3 separate regions of the Sus scrofa genome follow, and regions 1 and 2 are each linked to region 3. A link is a contact called in public Hi-C and targeted proximity ligation data. All regions are on one chromosome and are shown on one strand. The core of a region is the stretch at or near the end of the contact, and the rest is flanking DNA. Distances in the headings are between cores, read along the strand shown.

Region 1 (2,818 bases), core at 201-2,700, 520 kb after region 3:
TTCCCAGTGTGCGTCTAGGAATGCAGAGAAAAGGAAAAGCAAACTCCCCGCATCTACATGCTGTTCAGTGATCAGCTTTGACCTAATTCTACTTCAAAGCGTTTCCTTCTCTTTCCTCCCTCCCACTACCTCCCACCCAGCTGCCAAGTATAGAGGATACACGAAAACTTGAGCCAAATGGGAACCTGGAATGTTAAAGCCTTTGAGAAAACAGCTGTTTGTTTGTTCATTTATTACCGTGGTTTTGCCCCTGTCTCATTTGATTACCGGAGCCTGCCGGGAAGAATAAGAATCCTTTCCACTTGGACTAGGCTACCCAGGGATCCCCCATCCTTGACTGCCCTCTGCAACAGCTCTGGAACGAGGCACAACTGCGGGGCAGAGATGAAATGGTTTGGCTAAGAGGCACAAGGCAGGAATGGGGCTAGAACCCAGGTCTTCACCGATTTCCTTGGCTTTTGTTGCCTCTAGTAGTTTTTATTTGTTTGTTTGTTTGTTTTGTCTTTTTAGGGCCACACCTGCGGCATATGGAGGTTCCCAGGCTAGGGGTCAAATCGGAGCTGCAGCTGCCCGCCTATGCCGCAGCTACAGCAACACCAGATCCGAGCCATGTCTGCAGCCTACACTGCAGCTCACGGCAATACCAGATTCTTAACCCACTGAGCGAGGCCAAGGATCAAACCCACATCCTCCTGGATACTAGCCAGGTTCATTACCACTGACTGACAACAGGAACTCCCTCTAGTAGTTTTTATGTGTCATCACTACTGCATCAGTTTAGGATGCATTTGGCTGTAAGCAACAGAAAACCCAGGCCACACTTGCTCATGTAACTGGACATGCAGAGGCTGGATGCCTTCCTCTGAATCAGCCAAGGACAGTGGCCCTGGGCTCTCTCTGCTCCTCTCCTGTTCCTTCCCTCCTCTGTGTATTGGCTTCATGTTCAGGCTGGTTTCCCACGTGCCCAAATGATTTATTGTGCTCCAAGCTCCACACCAGCACATCGCAGTGTCCACAGGAAATGAGAGCCTCTTCTTGTGTCCGTTTTCTAAACGAGGAAGATTCTTCCTAAGAAGTCCCAGCAAACAGTGCTGTTGCACCTCATGTTCTCAAACTGGAGCAAACATCTCTCATACTTGTCATCACACTGGCTCTTTCGAACACTCATCCTTTGTTAGGACACGTTGAAAATTCTAAGTCCCACCTCCCCAAGGTAGAAGCCAGAGTCTGCTCTCCTGATGCAGACACGGGACTTTTACTCCAGTTGGTGATGCAAGAAGCGCAGAGCATCAGCCGCCGCCCTCTCCCCTCTTCCGTCCCGCTCCTACAGCACAGGCATCAGTGGTCACAGTAAATTTCTGTTCCTGGCACAGAAGCAGCTGGGGTAGAGCCTGCAGCGCCCGGTTCCAGAGCTTGGTGCTGTCAGCCTTTCTCTCGCAGCTTTGAACGGGGGAGTGGTGTGGGCCAGCTTGGCCTGGAGCCTGGCTCTCCAGCTCTCCCTAGGATCTTCTGAGCCACCCATTGTCCTTTCAGTAAACTTTTAAAGTGCTGAATCACCCAGAGTCAGCTTCTGTTACTGCAGCTAAGAGCCTGACTGATCCACCCGCCTGTGCCTGAGCACATGGCCAGGGCTGGACCCGTGCCCTTTTCTACTGGCACACACCTGGTTCGTGAGCCAGTAATATGGGCCAGAGGGTTGGGATTGCCCTACATCAATCAAGACTCCTCCACCAATCAGCTCCAAAGTTCAGGGGGAACTCAGAGTCCCGGGAAGCATGGGGCGGGGGGGTGGTATGTGTGTGAAACCGTCGTGAAAATTGGGACTGTGTGAGAGGGGAAGCGTGGATGCTTCTTGGGCGGCTGACAATCTACCAAGCCCTGCTGTGAGGCTCTGCAGCTAAATGTGTTCTCTGCCGACGCTACACAAGGTAGGTGCTATCCTCACTTAATGGACATGGAAAGAGACACGGAGATATTAAGTACAGGATAATAAAATTAATCAGCTCAAATTCAAATTAGGTCTTTGGACTCCAAAGTCATTTGTTTATTTATTTAGTGTTTTTTGTTTTTGTTTTTGCTTTTGGCCATGCCCGCAACATGGAGATGTTCCCAGGTCAGGGATTGAATCCTGTGCCACAACAGTGAGCATTTTGGATCCTTAACCTGCTGGGCTGTCAGGGAATTCCCAAAGTCATTTATACATTCATTTTTCTCCCTCTCAGGTCTGTGGATCTGCTGTGGCTCTCCCAAGACCCCTGGGTTTGGCTCCAGCTGCAGGTGGTGTTCAGACTGGCTCATAAACCTCCTCATTTTTCTTAGACCAGCGGCTACCCAGAGGCTACCCAGGCTCTCAAGGCAGATGGAGAAAGGCATGAGGCCAAGTGAATTGCGCAAGCATAACCCAGCTTTGCTGGCCTCATGTCCACTAACAATTCATTGGCCAAATCAAATCACATGGCCATGCCCAGCATCAAGGGGACAAGGAAATATCCCTCACCTGTTCTGGTAACAGGTATTGCCAAGTCAAATGGCAAAGGTTATGCATGTAGAGTAACTAGAACAGGGAAAGGGCAAAGAATGGAGAATAATAATTCAGTCTGTATGATGTGGCATTGTTTTTTCTCAACTACTTTTTGCCCATAATCTTTCAAGATTTCAGTAGGTGTTTATTGAGCATCTACTCTGTGTCAGGCACTGTTCTACGCAGTGTAGCTACTATGAGGAAAAAGGCAGATTTAGTCCCTTGTTCTCATGGAGATTACAGCCTAGTGAATTCGCCCAGTGTGTGTATATATATCCCTCTCAGGGTCTTCAAAAT
Region 2 (2,700 bases), core at 188-2,687, 920 kb after region 3:
CACACGCCCCCACTACAGTGCTTACCTCCTGTACTAAAACTGTCTCTATAAGGAGCTGGTACAGAATAACAGTTAAGAGCAGGAGCTTGAGAGTCCTGATGTTTGGGTCCTGGTGCCAAACCCATTACTAGGTCTGCCGTCTCTCTGAGCATGACGAAAGGAGTTCACGTATGCGGAGCCAGGTCCATGTAACAAGAGTTCAAAAGCCATGAGCTATCTTTAAGTTGTCTGCATTCTGAATTTAGATTGTACCTTCTTTGAAGGCAGAAATCGACCTCAACTGAGCACATAGCTCAATTTATTGAGTCAGCTAAGAGGCCTGGGGACCACACAGCTCTGGACCTCAGTTTCCTCATTTAGCAAATATATGAGTTGCTTTTCAGATCTTTAAGGTATGCTTGACTTCTAACATTCATTCATTCATTCATTGATTCATTCAGCAAAGATCTGTTGAAAACCTATTTACGTGCCACACACTGTGCCAGACAGGAGAGGCATAGATTGGAGGATCACAGTAGGCAACTGGGAGAGGGACCAGCTTGGAGCCAGACAGGGCTGACCAGGAAGTGCTTGCTCTGCCACATACAAATGGCAAATTTTGGGCAAGCCGCTTAACTTCCTTGAGCCTCAGTTTCCTTACAGGCAAAAGGGGATGGATATACTTATTCCGAAGATTTGTGATGAATGTTAAAAGCTATGTATTGTACGATCCCAAGCTAATAAAATGTGAGTAGACTTCCTCATCTTCCACCCACCTCCTCAGGCACCTTTCAGGGAAGGAAATACACCTGTTGGTAAACACCCGGTGCACAAGTCGAACCCGGCTAGGTGTCCCTAACAGCACAGAAATAATACAGTGGGGGCGAGAACTGAATTCAAAGCTGGGGATCCGGAAGGATTTCCAGGACTGCCTTTTGAGGGATGGGTAGGAGTTGGAAACTCCAGGCAGGGAGAAACGAAGGGAACTGGGAGGTGGAACCAGGTGCCTTGAATCTCAAAGGTTCTGAAAAGTCTCCAAGGCTAGAGGATGATAGTGGACTGTACTTACTCCGCAGTGATTCTAGGAACAGAGGGTGGGCATCTTCCGCGGCCCTCTCCTCGGGCGTCCCCAAAGACTCCTTTCTAGTCCCGCGAAGCCCCGGGTGGTGTAGACGCGGGTGGCCAGTTGGCCACAGGAGGGCAGCAGCGGCCCTTTCCTGACTCCACCCCGAGCGCCTCTCAACTTTCCCGATACCGGTTCTCCCCTAGGAGCTGGAAGGCGGGGCAGAGGCAGAGTCCTTCAGGGTCCCGTCGGCTGTGCCCCGCCGCCCACGCCTCCACAGCCTGGGCCTCTTTCCCGAGCCCCCGGCCGGCACCCGGGACCGCCCCCCCACCCCGGCCCCCGCGGCCTGCGCTCAGCGACCCGCGGGGGCGGGGGGCGGGCGGAGCCTAGGGCCGCCCGGCCCGCCCCTCCCCCTGCGGGCCCGCCCCTCCCGCGAGTCGCCCCTCCCGCCGCGGCGAAGAAGGAGGGCGGGGCGGTGCCCCTCGGGTCAGTCTGCCTCCGGCACCGGCCGCGCAGCTGGGAGCGGTGGAGCGGAAGGTACCTCGGGTTAGGGCTGGGGGCGGCGGGGTTGTCCTGGGAACTCGTCCCCGGCAGAGCACTTTCCCCCTTCTCCGCTTGGCCGGAGCTCGGGGCGCCGGCCGGGGAGGAGGGGCTTTGGCCCGAGTACGGGCCGCCTGCCCTCCCCTTGGACGCGGCGCCTGGGCGGCGCGGGGGTCGGCCGGGCTCGGCCCCTCCCTGCCCTCCTGGGCCGCCGTGAGGCGCCCCGGGAATTGCCCCGCAGGGCCTGTCGTCTCTTGGTGTCCAAGCCGGAGTCCCTTGCCTTCCCCTCCCGACTTCCCGGAACCTGCCCGGCCGGGCGAGGGGAAATGGGGCAACTTGGGTCTCTGCGAGGAAGCCCCAGGCCAGACGCTCTAGTTTCCAGGCCCGGCGGCCCGCTGTGGACCGGGGCTGGGGTGTGGGTCCCGGTCCGAGTCCGGATGGAGGAGGGAATTCCCCTCGCCGGGCTGGTGGAGTGGCGGGAATAGGGGCTGGGTGTGACCGTGGGGGCGGCCACTGTTCCGGGGGTCTGGCCGTCGCCCTAGATGGTTTCTGGAGTCGGCCTGGAGTGGGAGGTAGGGGAGATTGGGAAGGATCCAGCTCGTGCGTGTGTGTGTGAGTTCAAGAATCTCCTCCCTTCCAACCCCCCCACCCGCCTTCACACTTCCCAACCCGGCTAGAGAGTGTCCTGGGGGTTTGGGCTGGAGGCCCCAAGGCTGAGTCCTGCCATCACTTCTAGTTTTCACGTTCAGGAGGACGTATCTGATTTCTTCCCTGGACCTCAGGGGTGGCCAGCAGGGTACTGCAGCCCCTGGTTCATCTGGGAATCTACAGGATGGAGGAGAGGGCAGCTGTTTAGTCCCAAGGAAGGCCCCAGGAGTTCAGGTTCCATTCCAGTCCAGTGTGGGGTTTGGTTGCCTCTCTGAGGGTCAGTGGGGCAGTTCTTCAGGGGCCGCCTCTCACAGGGAGCTGTTGTCCTTGCCATCTTGGCCTTGGGCCTGGTGGCCTGGGCCAACTACTCTACTGAGCTTGAAGGGAAAGTCTTATGATTGAGCTGGGGGCTCCAGGTAATTTAATGCATGCTCTTGCCCCGGAGTTCTGGCCTCTGCCCCCCACCATCT
Region 3 (2,700 bases), core at 103-2,602:
AAGGAAGCAAACAGTTTTAAGTAACTGCTGTGGGCCAGGCATTTTATATCAGAGTATTACCTCATTTAATCCTCACAGCCTTGAGTAGGAAATTAACAATACAAGTAAGAACACAGGCTTGTTATGTTGAATAAATTGCATAAGGTCACACAGTTTGTCAGTGGGAGCAGGGATGTGAATGCAGTTCTGGGTTCAAAGCCTATGCTTTGTTCAGTGAGAGCCCTACATTTGTAAAGGGGGTCCTGAAATAAGATTTGCTGTTTACCACTCTTCTCTAGTGTGTCTTACCTGGTTTCTGTTCTAGGAACTCCCCTCAAAGCCTATTTGTGTGCTAAGCAATGAAGTAAAATTTTCCTATTTAGTGTAATTTACGTCTTAAAGCAAAAATGGACATTTTCCAGTTTTTGTTTTTTTTGTTTTTTTTAAGGCAGCCGTTTGTTTGGAAACCCAACAGAAGTGTCATGTTTAGCTCTAGGGAAGGAGAACCTGTCAGAACAAAAGCAGAAAGAAAACCACTGCCAATGTGTGCAATATAGAAATCAAGCCTGGAGTTCCCGTCATGGTGCATTGGAAACGAGTCTGGCTAGGAACTAGAGGCTGCAGGTTCGATGCCTGGCCTCGTTCAGTGGGTTAAGGATCTGGTGTTGCTGTGAGCTGTGGTGTAAGACGCCGCTCGGACCTGGCCTTGCTGTGGCTCTGGCGTTGGCCGGCAGCTGTAGCTCCGATTTGACCCCTAGCCTGGGAACCTTCATATGCTGTGGGTGCGGCCCCCAAAAGACCAAAAATAAATACATAAATAAAACTGAGTAGTGCTATTCATTAAAATGAAAAATCAAGCCCGGGTGAAATAAATTAGTTCTATGGGTGTTATTTTTATCTTAGTCGACTTTCCTCAAAACGGGGGTAACTTACGCCTTTATATCGATTTGATAGATAATCAAAAATAATGATGTAAATCATTTAGAACTGCACTCCTTAGAAGGCTTGCTGAAGTGGTCTCATCATCGCAGCTTCAACTGACTCAAACGCTGCGTGCTGGGCTAGCAAGGACATTGCTTCAGTTGAGGTGAGAATGGCCGTTAGGGGTCAGTGTTCCATTAATGGCCAAAAGAAAAAAAGCAGGGAAGCAGCTTAAAACCTTATTAACGTACCCTTAAATATTCATTAGCGGTCGCAACCGTCCCTTTTCCCTGGCCTCTATCAGCCTGCTTGAATTAACCTAGAAACAGTTCTTCCTGCCGCTCCCCTCCGCTCCGGTATTTGGGGAAAGGGCCCCGAGCTGCCGGAAGCCTCGGCCTCCTCTTCCTTTACCCTTGAGCACCTAGAAAGCTTAAGTCCTAGAGCAGCGGAGGGAGGAGCGAGGCGGGGAATCAGCCACAGCCCGCCAGGCCCTTCGTCTCAGGACGGCGTAAATTCTTGACAACATTCTTTCATTCAGCAAAGATTGGGAACCTATGTGCCGGGCTCGTGCCAGACCCCCGTCTCTCACCTCATGGAGCCCACAGCCCATTGAGGACGACCGGGTAGTAAATAACGAAGCACTAAAACCCTATAAAATCACAAGGAAAGAAGAGGGTCGCAAAGAAATGAACGGGGAACTATTGGAATATCGGGACCGACCTCCTTTAGATCGATGTCTGGGAAAGTCATTTCCGAGCAAGTGACCTGAACGGTGATCTTGAGCAGCTGCTCTGGGCCGAGATCTCGGTGTATCTCCCTAGCTCCTCGTTCAGGAGCCCTGCGGAGGCTCGGCTGGAAGGCCCCGGGCGGGGGCGGAGCCATCTTCTCAGCAAAACCCGGAAAGCGGAAGCCGAGGCCCGGCTGCACCGTGGTCTGCGGAGCTGCAGTTGCCCAGGTCTCGGCCGGCTGAGTCACGGCCCTGCCGGGCCCGGCCTAGCGAGGACGCGCCCCCAAGCAGCTGCCAGCCGAGCCCTGGGGGCTCTGCACTTGACTTTTCCAGTCGGGCACAAAGCCTTTTGCCGTTGCCGTGGCGACTAGCAACCTGGCGAAGACCCCTTTCACTTTCTATCCCCCTCCTTTCCCAGTTCCTTCTTTGCTTATTTTGGGGTCAGTCCGATGACCCTATAGGTCTGGCTAGCAGGGCGCCGGCTCTCTGGCAACAGACTGCCCTCCTCCGGGCGCTGGGCGGCCGGCTACTTCTCAGGCTGGGGCGGCCTCGGCAGTCTCCATGGTAACGGCCCCGCCGGCGTCTCAGCCTGGGAGGGAAGATGCTGCCTGCCGGGCCCGCTCCCTTGCCCCCGGCCTCACGGCCGGGCAGGGGCCACTGAGGAAGAAGGTCCCGGCCGCCGGACTTCGGGGCAGGGGGCACCAGGTGAGAGCTGGACTCTGGGGAGCGGAAGAGGTGGGGTGCAGGTCAACTCCAGCGACCTCCCCTCCTCTCCCCCTTCCCTGCATCAAACGCTCGCACAAAATATCGCAAGAGAGGCTTCTGTCGCCACTGCGCCAGAGGTTTTTTTGGTATGTTTTTGTTTCTCCTGGCAAATAGCCGGAGAACGAGACCCGGAGAGGCTGAGAGAAGCGGTTTTGAGTTCTACCCAAACTGCGAGAGTCCCTTTCAGCAACTGCACTCACCGACTGGTGTTCCTTCATTTTCAGTGAAATCCCATTCTCTGGCTGGAGACACAGATGGCCTCAAATGAGAGAGATGCTATATCGTGGTACCAAAAGAAGGTAATTAAT

The links. A called contact is a pair of places that touch in the nucleus more often than the background predicts.
Region 1: a contact with region 3 is called in a Hi-C map of skeletal muscle, with 3 times the contacts expected there. A contact is called at or near these places in 13 of 47 Hi-C or Micro-C datasets (embryonic fibroblasts, epiblast stem cells, fetal heart ventricle and 9 more) and 2 of 2 datasets of targeted methods (alveolar macrophages and skeletal muscle).
Region 2: a targeted proximity ligation map of skeletal muscle shows a contact between it and region 3, with 2.8 times the contacts expected there. A contact is called at or near these places in 2 of 2 datasets of targeted methods (alveolar macrophages and skeletal muscle).

The regions. Positions count from the first base shown.
Region 1 is chr4:107,329,056-107,331,873 of Sscrofa11.1, forward strand. All of the region lies in intron 1 of LOC110260343 (a long non-coding RNA gene), which reads right to left. Among named protein-coding and RNA genes, the nearest start is that of TRNAE-UUC, 150 kb to the left of the region's middle.
Region 2 is chr4:107,730,276-107,732,975 of Sscrofa11.1, forward strand. It overlaps RHOC (rho-related GTP-binding protein RhoC), which reads left to right and starts at 1,438. Exons shown (of 5, transcript XM_003125846.4): 1 at 1,438-1,579.
Region 3 is chr4:106,807,574-106,810,273 of Sscrofa11.1, forward strand. It overlaps PHTF1 (putative homeodomain transcription factor 1), which reads left to right and starts at 1,353. Exons shown (of 22, transcript XM_021090726.1): 1 at 1,353-2,332; 2 at 2,617-2,691. The coding sequence starts at 2,647. It overlaps LOC110260434 (a long non-coding RNA gene), which reads right to left and starts at 2,146. Exons shown (of 2, transcript XR_002343727.1): 1 at 1,621-2,146.